Regions from separate parts of the Hordeum vulgare genome. Here region 1 is linked to region 2. The links are chromatin contacts, called in public Hi-C maps. All regions are on one chromosome and are shown on one strand. Each heading gives the region's core, a stretch centred on a gene start, on an enhancer-like site or on the middle of the called end of the contact. The rest is flanking DNA. Distances are from core to core; before and after follow the strand shown.

What was found. Hi-C and Micro-C count contacts between places; a contact is called where the count stands out from the background.
Region 1: a Hi-C map of seedling shows a contact between it and region 2, with 4 times the contacts expected there. The contact joins the promoter of LOC123413351 here to the promoter of LOC123410004 in region 2. A contact is called at or near these places in 2 of 6 Hi-C or Micro-C datasets (leaf and seedling) and 1 of 1 datasets of contacts at active chromatin or transcription factors (embryo).

Annotation. Positions count from the first base shown.
Region 1 is chr7H:479,080,896-479,086,818 of MorexV3_pseudomolecules_assembly, forward strand. It overlaps LOC123413351 (protein RETICULATA-RELATED 1, chloroplastic-like), which reads left to right and starts at 3,094. Exons shown (of 8, transcript XM_045106292.1): 1 at 3,094-3,533. The coding sequence starts at 3,195.
Region 2 is chr7H:478,890,311-478,895,831 of MorexV3_pseudomolecules_assembly, forward strand. LOC123410004 (copper transport protein ATX1) reads left to right here and starts at 1,377. Exons shown (of 3, transcript XM_045102873.1): 1 at 1,377-1,580; 2 at 2,348-2,423; 3 at 3,260-3,563. The coding sequence starts at 1,572. The coding sequence ends at 3,414.

The sequences.
Region 1 (5,923 bases), core at 1,844-4,343, 190 kb after region 2:
AGCTACCTTTGCGTTGAGGTCAACAGGGATTCCACTCCAACCATTGATCCTTGATTTCTAGCTTTCCCAAGTTTCCTTTCACTTCAATCCCTCTCCTACCACATTACCAAAATCTGCGAGAGAGTGTTTGAGTGTTGAGGAGACTATCTTTTGAAGCACAAGAGGGAGGGATTCATCATCAACAATAACATGCATTACCTTTTGGAGAGTGGTGTCTTCTAGATTGCTTAGGTGTTACTTATCCTCCAAATCTTGTGGAGTTGAACCAAAGAGTTTATGAAGGCAAGTAGATCGTCTACTTCGTGAAGATCTATCCCGGGTGAGGCTAGTCCTTCGTGGACGTAATCCATGATGATATAGACAAGGTTCTTTTTTATGGACCCTTTATGGGTGGACCCCTCTGTAGACTCACGCAATCGTTACACTATGTGGGTTGAGATCTTCATCAACGTGGACGTACAATAGCACTACCTATCGGGACCACCCCAAAGATCAGCGTGTCTTCATTGCATTTGATTTTCTCTCAATCCTCCTTTGCATTCATGTGCAAAGTCTTTGCTTTCCGCTGCCACTATATTAGACTTGCATGTGTAGATGTTACTTTAACTTGTTATTAAAATCTGTCAAGAATTAAAATTAGAAAATTGATAAGTTTTTATTGCTTAATTAGTCTAAGCACCCCTCCCTAGACCTACTAATAATCCTACAACTATTTTACTCTTCCTTTACACCACACCTGATAAAAGGAGGGATCCATAGATGCAATATAACTAGATACTGACTCATGGTTACGTCCGTTAAAGGTTTAAAACTCACAAAAGAATATAACTTTGAAAATCTTAGTTACTTTTTGGGGCCTGCTACGCGTCTACCGGATGATGTTTACGAAACATCCTCCGCCTTGGTAGCCATAGGATCACGAACTCGACAACCGTCCGATCTTTTTTCCGTGTGTGTGCTCTTGCCAAACCGTCCTTTCTTTGGAACAAGACCTATGTTTCTGAAACAAGAACGCTGTTGCAGAAAAAAAGATCCACAATCGTGCGGCAGAGCGACGTCTTTCACGAGTGCAACAAAGTTATTGTTGTAAAATATTTCGCAACAGAGGTCTTTTGCACAAACCTTTGCAACACATGTCTTGTTGCGAAAAACTTTTGCAACGAAGGTCTTGTTGTAGAAAAAACTTTGCAACTGTGGTAATATTGCAGATTTTTTTATTCACCTTCGTATGATGTTATGGAAGAAATGTTTTGCAACATGATTGATGTTATAGAAAATCTCGCAACAAAGAGGAAGTTGCAGAAAGAAGCGCCATTGTGTTCATCGCGAGCTTGCTAGATAGTGGTGACAGAGGATTGGCGCCGCCCGTCCCCGCCTCCGCGCCGCCATCGCGAGCTCCGCACAAGCACCGTGCGCCGCTACCGTCGCGGTCCTCGTCGTGAAGCTCACGTCCAACCCCGCTGGACCGTGCTGAGCCGAGCCTCCGCCGCTCGGAGACGTCCCCGCCTCCTGCCCGCATGCCATCCTCGTCATATCCAGTTGGAATTCTCGCCGCCGTCGTCCTCCTATCCACACGAGTCTCGACCCCCGCCGCTCCCGGGCGTCCCCGTATGTCATCCTCGTTGGATCCGACTGAAAATCCTCGTCGTTGTTGCTCTTCCAGCCGCACGAGTCTCTGCCGCTGTAAACTCTCTTTTTCTCAAACAAATGCTTAGTTGCAGAAAAACGTGGACACAGATGGGCTTACTCTCGACTGTATGATGAAGAGTCAATCCGACGGACATGAAGACGACAGACGCTCGCACGCGATCGGCCGGTAGAAGGTAATCTTTTTCCTTACTTTTTTCTATATCTAGAAGTGATACAGAATATCGTTGAAGGTAAAATCAAAACACACATATTTCGTAATAGGTCTTATTTTTCTGCTTTAGTAGATCGGTGATGGCTATTCATAGCTACCTTGATGGCGCACCATCAACCCATCAGTACCCTAGTCCATTTTGGACAACATCTTTGTGTACTATATAATCAGCTCAAACTTGTTATGCATGTCACGTTTGTACCACAGGTCTCACATCCTGCTAAAGTTTGGTGTTCTGCTTTCATCAAGAAGATAAACAACACTTTTGTGTTATGGGAAATGTAAAAATCTGGCGTCTGTTAGGTAAGCATGTCAAATCGATCTTTTTTGGCAAATTATATGTATTTATGATATGACATTTTTTTAGTTAACATGGCAAATCCTGGTAAAAAGCTGAACACGGAAGGATTTACCATATTTGCTGAGAATTTACCATCCTTAAGACAACAAATAATTCGTCATCTCAGATATTCGATTTGTCGTCATGCTTAAAAATGCGACGCTTGATTTGTAGCGAAATCCTTTCTTAGTTGGATATGAAGAAAGTACATTCCTCTCTTATATAAATTGGGCATGGGCAAATCTAGAAAAGATCGAGACGTGAGGGAGGATGTGGCAAAATCGAAGGGGAGGTCCCGACTATATCCCGCCATGCGCAGCCTAGCCGGTCGGCCCGACCCGACCCGGCCCGTCCTTGTCCACGGACCGGGCTCGGGCCTGATAATCAAGCCCGACGGTCGGGCCGGGTCCGGGTCCAGGTCCGTTGAAACCTGATTTTACGTCTACGTCGAGCCGGGCCTGCCGGACCGGGTTGGGCTTCTTCGGGCTCGGGCGACCGGGTTTGGACACAAAAATTATGTCTGACGACCGGGCCGGACCAGGCTCGGGCCTGGGTATTGTACCACGGGTTTTTTTAGGCCCGGCCCGAGGCCCGACCCTGAGGCGGGCGGACGGACGGACGTACGTCGCATCCTGCCCCTGGATCAGACATCCGACGCCTAGGATGGATCTGTGCCTCCGTCGTGCATGGACCTCGCCGACTGATCTCGGTCTCCCGCGGCATACCGCCCACCTACCTCCCGGCGGCGACCGCGAGCCGCCTCTTCCGCGCGCAAGCGAACAGACTTTGAACAAGACCCCCCAACACACGAAAGAAAAATAGACAGAAGTACGCAGCCCGGGCCCCACACAGAACAAGTCACAAAACAACTCCAAAAGAGTAGATAAGCCCCTCTTCGTCCCGCGGCGCTTCGGCTTCGAAGGCAGGCGGCCAACCCCCACCGCCGGCGGAGCCACCAACGCCGCTACCACCCCATCCCGTCCCACCGCCCCCATGGCCTCCGCCGCCTCCCTCGCCGTCTCCCACCACGGCCTCCCCTACGCGCCCGCCCGCCCGCAGCCCCGCCCGCCCGCCCGCTTCGTCCGCCTCCCCCGCCTCCCGCTCCGTGCCGCCGCCGTCTCCTCGTCCTCCTCCTCGCCCCCTTCGCGGTGCGACCGCGACCGCGACCGCGCCGCGGCCGGACTCGAGCGGTGCCTGGCCGCGACCCCGGCGCCGGCCTCCGCCCCGCCGGAGATGAAGGGCGGGAGGCAGCGCGGCTCGTTCGGGGCCGCCACGCTCCAGAAGGCCAAGCTCGACCTCTCACAGAGGAGGCTCAAAGGCGTCCAGCCCGAGGTGCGTTCGTCACGCCGTTGGTTAAGATTCCGTGGTGTTATAGCTTGGGTTTTATTTTGTCCCTTGCGTGAAACGGAAGGCACTTCTGAATTCCGGTGATGGTGTTACAAGATGAGTGAACGAACACGTGGGTATATTTACGCGTTTCGAGACGTTGGGATTTGTAATTTATTTCCGTCTGTGTGTGCGTGTGTCTGCCTTCGGCCTACGTTTCATCCATGATCCGTGGTTCTGTGCTGCACAACAGGAGCTCGTATTGCGAGGCCGAGTGCTACAGTGGAAGTCATACATAGAATGTTGGGATGAATCCCGTTCGCCCACTTCTCATTCAACAACCCACTTCCATAACGTCTCTGTGATTCCGCAGCATTATAGATATAGTTCTGGCACAATTGTGAGCTTGAGTCCATATGGCGTGTTCTGGATATCAAGGACGATGCATGACTAGCTATACGTAGAACTAACTACTTGGTGTAGGTATACTTGGTTGCTAGTCCTAATTTAGGAAAGCCATATTCTGGACCGAACCAGAACATGGGGAGTCTAATGGTAAAATGTGTTCATAGATAGTGCTAATATGAGCGCGTTCATTGCACTAGTGCACATAATAAAGTAATTAAACTCTTTTGGTCGGTTTTGTTTTGGGGCCGTCAAAATGTTGATTGTAATTGTTTCATATGTACTTATCTACTTATAATGCACAAATTTGGCTGCTCATCCTCACCCAAATTGTTAATTTTCTAAAACATTCATATTACAGCAATATGTAAATTGGTAGAGATCTCTTTTATCTCCAAGATGAACTTAGAGAGGGCATTCAAGTGGAAAATTTGGGTGCTAGTTTAAGTTGTCCAGTGCCGCAAGGTATTTTGGATATTCCACTTTGAGGGCCTCTTTTGATTCACAGGATTTTAAGAACATTGCAATAAGAAAACACAGGGTTGGAGTTCCATGTCCTCTTGAACCTTATAGGATAACTTCATCAAAAAGTGTTTGACATCACAGGAAAAACTAATGAATTGTAGCAAGAGGTTTGAGTGGATGGAAATTTTCCTCCAAAGTAGAATGCAAAGGAATCCATATGAAGTTTCCTAAGGATTCTAATCCTGCGAACCAAGCAACCCACACAGGAAAATTTCTGGAGGATTCAAACACTCCAAAAAGCCCTATGAAATTCCTTTGAATCAATTTGTCAGTTTCTATTTAACTTGACAGTTTCTTCCTGCGGATATGCTTTTGGATGTTCCACTTTGAAATGTTAGTTTTGTTGCGTTGGAATAAGCCGCGGCGGCAAGCTGGCGCGTCTGGTGCGTGTGTGGGCGCGCACCGGATGCATCTGGCGCGTTGGGTCCGCGGCAGTGGCGGGCGGGCGTGCGTGCGTGGTGTGCTTGGGCCGCCAGGGTAGGTTGGCGCCGTGCGCGGGTATCTGTTACAGACTAGGTCCAGGGGGAGCGCAGCAACCGGGAGTGTTCGGTGCGTTGCGGGCGCGCGCGGAGGACGCGGCCAGAGCGTGTTGGGTCGTGGGCGCGAGCAGGCAGGGGCGAGGAGAGCGTGTCCATCGTGTGCCTGGGTATAAAACCCGTGTGTTAGACATTGTAACAGGTGTGGGAGGAGTTCGAGCTCGCCGGAATATACAGGTAGTCATTCGGGCGGCAAGGTGTTCGTGCATCGGCAAATCTTGCGTGTTGTCCCTCCCTCTCTCCCTTGTTGTCTCCGGTGATCACCGTCGACAGGGGGTTCCATTTTTGCGCTAACATTTGGTATCAGAGCCTTGCCAAACCACGCGCCGGCAGCCATGTCGATCGTCCCGTACGGGGGTGGCGGTGCGTCGGGCTCGATGCATCTCCCGCCGCTGGTACCGACGGGCTACACCTCCTGGGCAATCAAGGTGGAGGCGATCCTTGATGCTAGGGGGATGTGGAGCGTGGTGCAGACGGCGGAGGAGCGACGGTGGACGCCGGGAAGTGCAAGACGGCGCGGGCGATGTTGCTCACAGCGTTGCCGGAAGATTTGCTGATGCAGGTGGCGGCGAAGCTCACCGCGAGGGAGGTGTGGGACTCTCTCAAGGTGCAGTTCGTCGGAGCTGATCGTGTGCGGGTGGCGCGGCTGGCCACGCTCCGAGGCGATTTCGAGCGGCTGCGCATGGACGACGACGAGTCCCTGGACGCGTTCGCGGGGAAGATCAGCAGGATGGCGGCGCGGTACGCGGGGCTTGGATCGAACCTGGAGGACGCCGCGGTGGTAAAGAAATTGCTCGACGCCGTGCCGGATCGCCTGTACGCGGCGGTGGCCGAAATCGAGCAATTCTGTGACGTGTCGACCATGGTGTTCGAGGACGCCCTTGGTCGCTTGAAGGCCTTCGACGAACGGTTGCGTCGACGCGGGCAGGA
Region 2 (5,521 bases), core at 127-2,626:
GCTAGTGCATGAAGCTTAACATGGTACCAGGATCTTGAGTTCACGTCTTGGTTTTCGCAATTTATTCAAAAATTGCTGCCCTCTGTGTCTATGTATAGGCCTCTTGAGCCACGCCTCTAAGTCTATTCACGTGTTGACTTCTCGCGTCACACGTGAAAGGAGGTGTTGAAGTGCATATGTGGATTGCCTAGCCCTTTTCATCAGTTTGGCCTTTTGGTTGCGTTGGCTAATGCATGAAGCTTAACAATATGAACTGCCTTTCAACATGTTTCCTTGCAAATAACAAAAATGTTGTCATCCAAGAGCCAACTTGTGTTTGCATGACCCTCGCCAAGGTAACAAAAATTATGTTTGCAGGATTAGGAGGGTTTAAACCTTGAAATACCATTGATGCTGGAGGTGGATTCAAGCCCCAACAAAAGGGGCAGCAACCTCGGACGTGAGGCCCATCATCTCTGTATACAATATTGTCAGCGCCCGTGACATGTCGGCCCCACCAAGCGACACAGCATGGCGCGACGAACGCCCACGACGCATCGTCAAGCCTAACCCAAGGTCCAGTGGGCCGAATGGACCAAATGAGCCCAAGTCACGACCGCCACTTATGTCACAGCCGAGAGAGATCGAACCATCCGGGACGGATCAAGGCAGGCGACGGCGGCATCACCTACTTCTCTGTGTTTCAATCCTCCCTTCCTCCTCCTTGTAATCAGCCTGTATTGAGATTATTACTCCATTAAACCATCTAGTTGCTATTTGAGAGATTCCCCACCGTGTTTCTAACAGATATCATCGTAGCTACACTAAGTAAATGCTACAGTTAACGAAGGTTGCCTGGCCTTGGGTCGCCTGGGCCTGGCCCATTCATGTGTCTATATTCCTTAAACTAGTGGCAATTTTGCCAGCTGTCAAGAAAGTAACGAACAATTTAAAATGGAACATGTGGTCAATCTTAAAGCCCTCAACAAAGCGGTAACATTCTTATATACTCCTATAGAACTTGAAAGATTGCTTCTATACGGAGCTCATATTCCCTTGAAAAATTACATTGTTGATAATGGTGATAACATGCACTTCAAAAGTGTGGTCAGCTCAGTCTTTCGAAGTTACTTATAGCTGTAAGATGTATGTTTACAGTGATGAATATACGCTCATGTATATAAACGATTTTTATTGTAGTGTGTGAAAAAAAAGTCTGCTGCCATTGCCAGCGAGCTTTGCCAGTTGCCACGGATCTCTCTCTCTCGTTCGTCACGGCTGGCGAGTGGCGACTCGGGAACCATTCTCGGCTCAGCAGCCGTGGCCCAACAGCGTGCGCGCTACGCCGTGTCCCCATCCGTCAACCAGACGAAAGCCGCGTCCACCCTCGCCACAAAAATCAAAGCAATCACCTGCACGCTGCACGCCATCGCCTCTGACCTCTGCGCGTATTTATTGACCCCCCCCTCCCCTCCCGGCCGTTCCTTCTGGAGCCGTCGTCGTCCAACCCCTCCGACCTCATCCAGCGTTTCCATTCCCCCCTCCCTCTCTCTGCGCCCTCGCCGTTCAAGAATCAACCGATCTCGCGCGCAATGTCTCAGGTACCTCCCGGCGCCTCGTCGATTTCCGTCTTGAGATCTGCTCGCTAGGCTGGCTAGGTGCCCCTTCTAATCGCGCGGAGCGGTGTGATGTTTGGAATCCCGAGCAGTTTGATCTGTTCCTTCCTAGTAGCATCTCATATAAGGGATCTGTCTGCTGGCCCAGCAGATCTGTTCGTGCGGGTGACCGGTGACTGTACTATTTGCGGTTTTGCGTGATTTTGCTACCGAGGGTGTTGATTCCGGGGAAACCTGGTCCGGCTCGATTGGTAGGGCGTAGCCGTGGCGGGATTGGTAGAGCTCCTAGCCTCTTGTGCAAAGTAAAACATTTTGACTGGTCACGGTGTTTTGGGGGTCAATTAATTAGTCAAAATTAAATATTTGTAGTTTGGTTAGTCAAACTGGTTGTTGATTGTACCACTGTGAAAAATTGAACTACTTGGCTATTAAAGGGTCACTGATCTTTGTTGAATTTTAAGGATAAGTAAAGAAATTTTGATCTCCATCATTTGGGGCAAGCCGTTAGATACTCACTAAAGGTTCAGTGCGCCAGTACTGAATGATTTAACTTGCAACTGCATGCTTTCGACTGTTTCCTTGGAACAATGTCATGATTCCATAATTCGAGGGAAGTGTTATGTAGTGATTAAATGCCATAGGCTGAGACATACTATTTGATGCGTTCTCAGCTGGAAGCAATGATTCGTAATCGTTCACTTGCTCTCAACCATGTGGAAATAATTGGAATTAAGATTTGCTCTGTTATGCAGACTGTTGAACTCAGGGTTGGCATGTCATGCGAGGGATGCGTTGGAGCTGTTAAGCGGGTTCTTGGCAAAATGGAAGGTTGTTTTAACTCTCCTTTTATATGGTTTTCCTTTCTGTTTTGTTTTAGCTAAACCCATGCAAATGGAATTGATACATCATTGTATTCACATTTTCTAATGCCTTCAGCAGACAATTTTTAGAGGGCACTTGAGATTCTTTCCCAACTTTGCAGTTGCCAAATAATCCCATTTGTAGATGGCTTGATTGAATTGATCTTGTCATTAAGCTCCCATTTATCTTTGACCAGGTCCAACAGAATGCTTTGGAAAAAATCTTTTTATTTTTGAACACATGCTTTGGAAAAAACCTTTTTATTTTTGAACACATGTTTTGGATAAAACTTGATTCCAAAAGCATTTGATAGGAATACAATACAATAAAAGCTGAAAGACAACCTGCTTACAGTTATACAGCTCTGGTATATTTTGTTGGTCCAGTGGCAATAGCTTGGATATATTAAGATTGGTATCATCATGAACCTAGATGACAATTAATCCATACTTTCTGCATCTGAATGTGCATAGCTCGATTGATTAATATATACACCAATACATGCATCTATGTCACTATGTTAGTGTCCTGGTTGAAATGGCTCATCGTTTTGATATATTATTGTATGTTAGGGCCCATTTGGAACATGGAAATTTCCCACCACTTTTTGCGTGATTTATTTATCGCTGTGTATGAATTGAACTATCTCATGTGAATGTGTATTCAAAACCGAGATTTCCTGTGGGAGTTTGAATGCTCTTCAGGACGTCCGATTCTTTCCTAGGAAAGGGGAATTGTTCATTACAAACAGGTCTTAGGCTTTGAATCTAAACATATTCGTTGGACTTTTGTGGTTTTTTCAGGTGTCGAGTCCTTCGATGTAGACATCAAGGAGCAGAAGGTCACTGTGAAGGGTAATGTGACGCCGGATGCTGTTCTGCAGACTGTTTCGAAGACAGGCAAGAAGACCTCCTTCTGGGAGGCTGAACCCTCAGCGGCATCTGCTGTTTCGTCCTAAAAAGGCACCTCTAATATGTAAACTGTGAAGTTTATTGTAGCAATGGCCCAGTTGAAATGCTTTGCGAGGACATGATTTTCTGGTCGGATGGTATATGCACCATGGATTTACTGCAAATAATAGCAAACTGGTAATTTCGTTTGTGTGCATCTTATGGTTGGCATTCCTGCACTGTAAATCTGCAATGGTTCAACCAGTTTGCCACATGCGTTGATAATGTGTCTTTTGTGGTTGCTGTTGATGCACGGCATGGATAAGCTCATACCAATTCAGGATCTTCCTTGAGAAGAAATTGAATTGCAATTGTTCTGCGAAAATGTGTACAAACCCAAGTCTGTATCTCTTTGGTTAACAAAATTCTGAATCAGTTACAAGGGAGCATTTTTGAGGGTGGGTCCATTTTGAGTTTGATAATTGTATCACTTGTGAAAGTGTGTGTTCATAAATTTTTCTAAAAGAAAATACTGAAGCATGAAAATTGTCATTCTTATCAACTAAATTTGCCATCCCCGTTTTCCTCACTGGGATGATAGGTTCAGTTCAGTTTTTGCATTGTTTGAGGGAAGCCAACGAAGTAACGCATAGTTTAGCAAAGAATGCTTTTGATAATAATGTAGCTTGTAAATGGGAGGATGAGCCCTCAGATTTCCTGGTTGAATGTCCTGCAAATGATGTAACTATATTATCTATGTAATAAAGGGGCATTTCCCTAAAAAAATAAAATTTGTCATCCCCGTGTAACTAAATTTGTCATAAAAAATGTTCGGAGTTGTCATGTGCTCATACCTGACGTTCAACACTTATCATGGACCTAAAAGAATTGTTAGTAGTGGATTGAGTTTAATTTTCAGCTTAAGTTGGGAAAAGTCTGAGGGTATGTGCAGCACTACCATCTTTGAATACCGTTTAGTCATATTGTGTGTTGAGAATTATTCATAATAGTGAACTTGCAAAACAAATCTGTTTATCGTATAACAAAAATAAAGAAACAAAAATACAAGATTATTTTTGTATGTTGGGCAGCATCCTTACGTTCATTCACTTAGAAACATGTTCATTACGAATAATGGCACTGATTTCATCAGGTGGCTCACTAGACCAACATGACCCAACGTCACATTCTGTAGATTTTGCGAGTACATGAGCTGCCTCATTACAACCACGTTTGAGATGGATAAAATCATAAGATAAGAACTTTGTGACCCTATTTTTAATATCCTGAACTATGGCGCCTGAAAGGGCAAAACCTATTTGGTGCCACAGGCGCCCGTTGCAATGCAGTTTTGCAAACGGGCGAATGCAGAGTCCCCGCGCTGGGCCGGCCCGTGTAGGATGAGTCAAAGGAAGAAACGAGAGGTGACGTACAACGTGGGGTGAGGGGTCGCTTTCCCCGACTGCTTTCCTCCTTTCTTTCTTTTTCCTTTTTCTTTTTTTTTCTTTGAGCTGGTTCAACGATTTGAAAAGAGTTCATCAAATTTGTTCTTTTGTTTTTTTAAATGATGAACTGTTTTCAAATTACTTGAACTTTTTTCAAATTTTATGATTTTTTTCCAAATTCAATGAACTTTTTCCAAAATCGGTGAACTGTTTTTCAAATTTGATGAACTCTTTTCAAATTCAATGAACTTTTTTCCAAAAGCGGTGAACTTCTTTCACATTCGATGAACTTTTTTTTCCAAAATTAGTGAGCTTTTTCCAAAAGTCGATGGTTTTTTTCTAAAATCGATGAACATTTTTTTCCAAAATCGATGAACTTTTTTCAAATTCGGTGATCTTTTTTTAAAAATTGATGAGCTTTTCTAAAATTTAAATGAACTTTTTTAAAATTCGATTGACTTTATAAAAATTGGTTGATCTTTTTTTAAAATCCATGATTTTTTTTCTTCTTTCTTATTGAAGTCAACAATTGACTAGTCAAATTGGTCAACCACGACCGTACAAAACAGCGGCGAGCGAGCAAACGTTACACAGGGCGAGTTGAGCGCTTGCCACATGGGCCTGCCCATGATTTGGCGGATGTGAGTGCGAGCTGCCTTAGTTGGCGCGTGAAGCGTCAACTAGGAGCTCTCGCATGAAGGGGACCTGCCGAAACTCCTATCCTGAACCT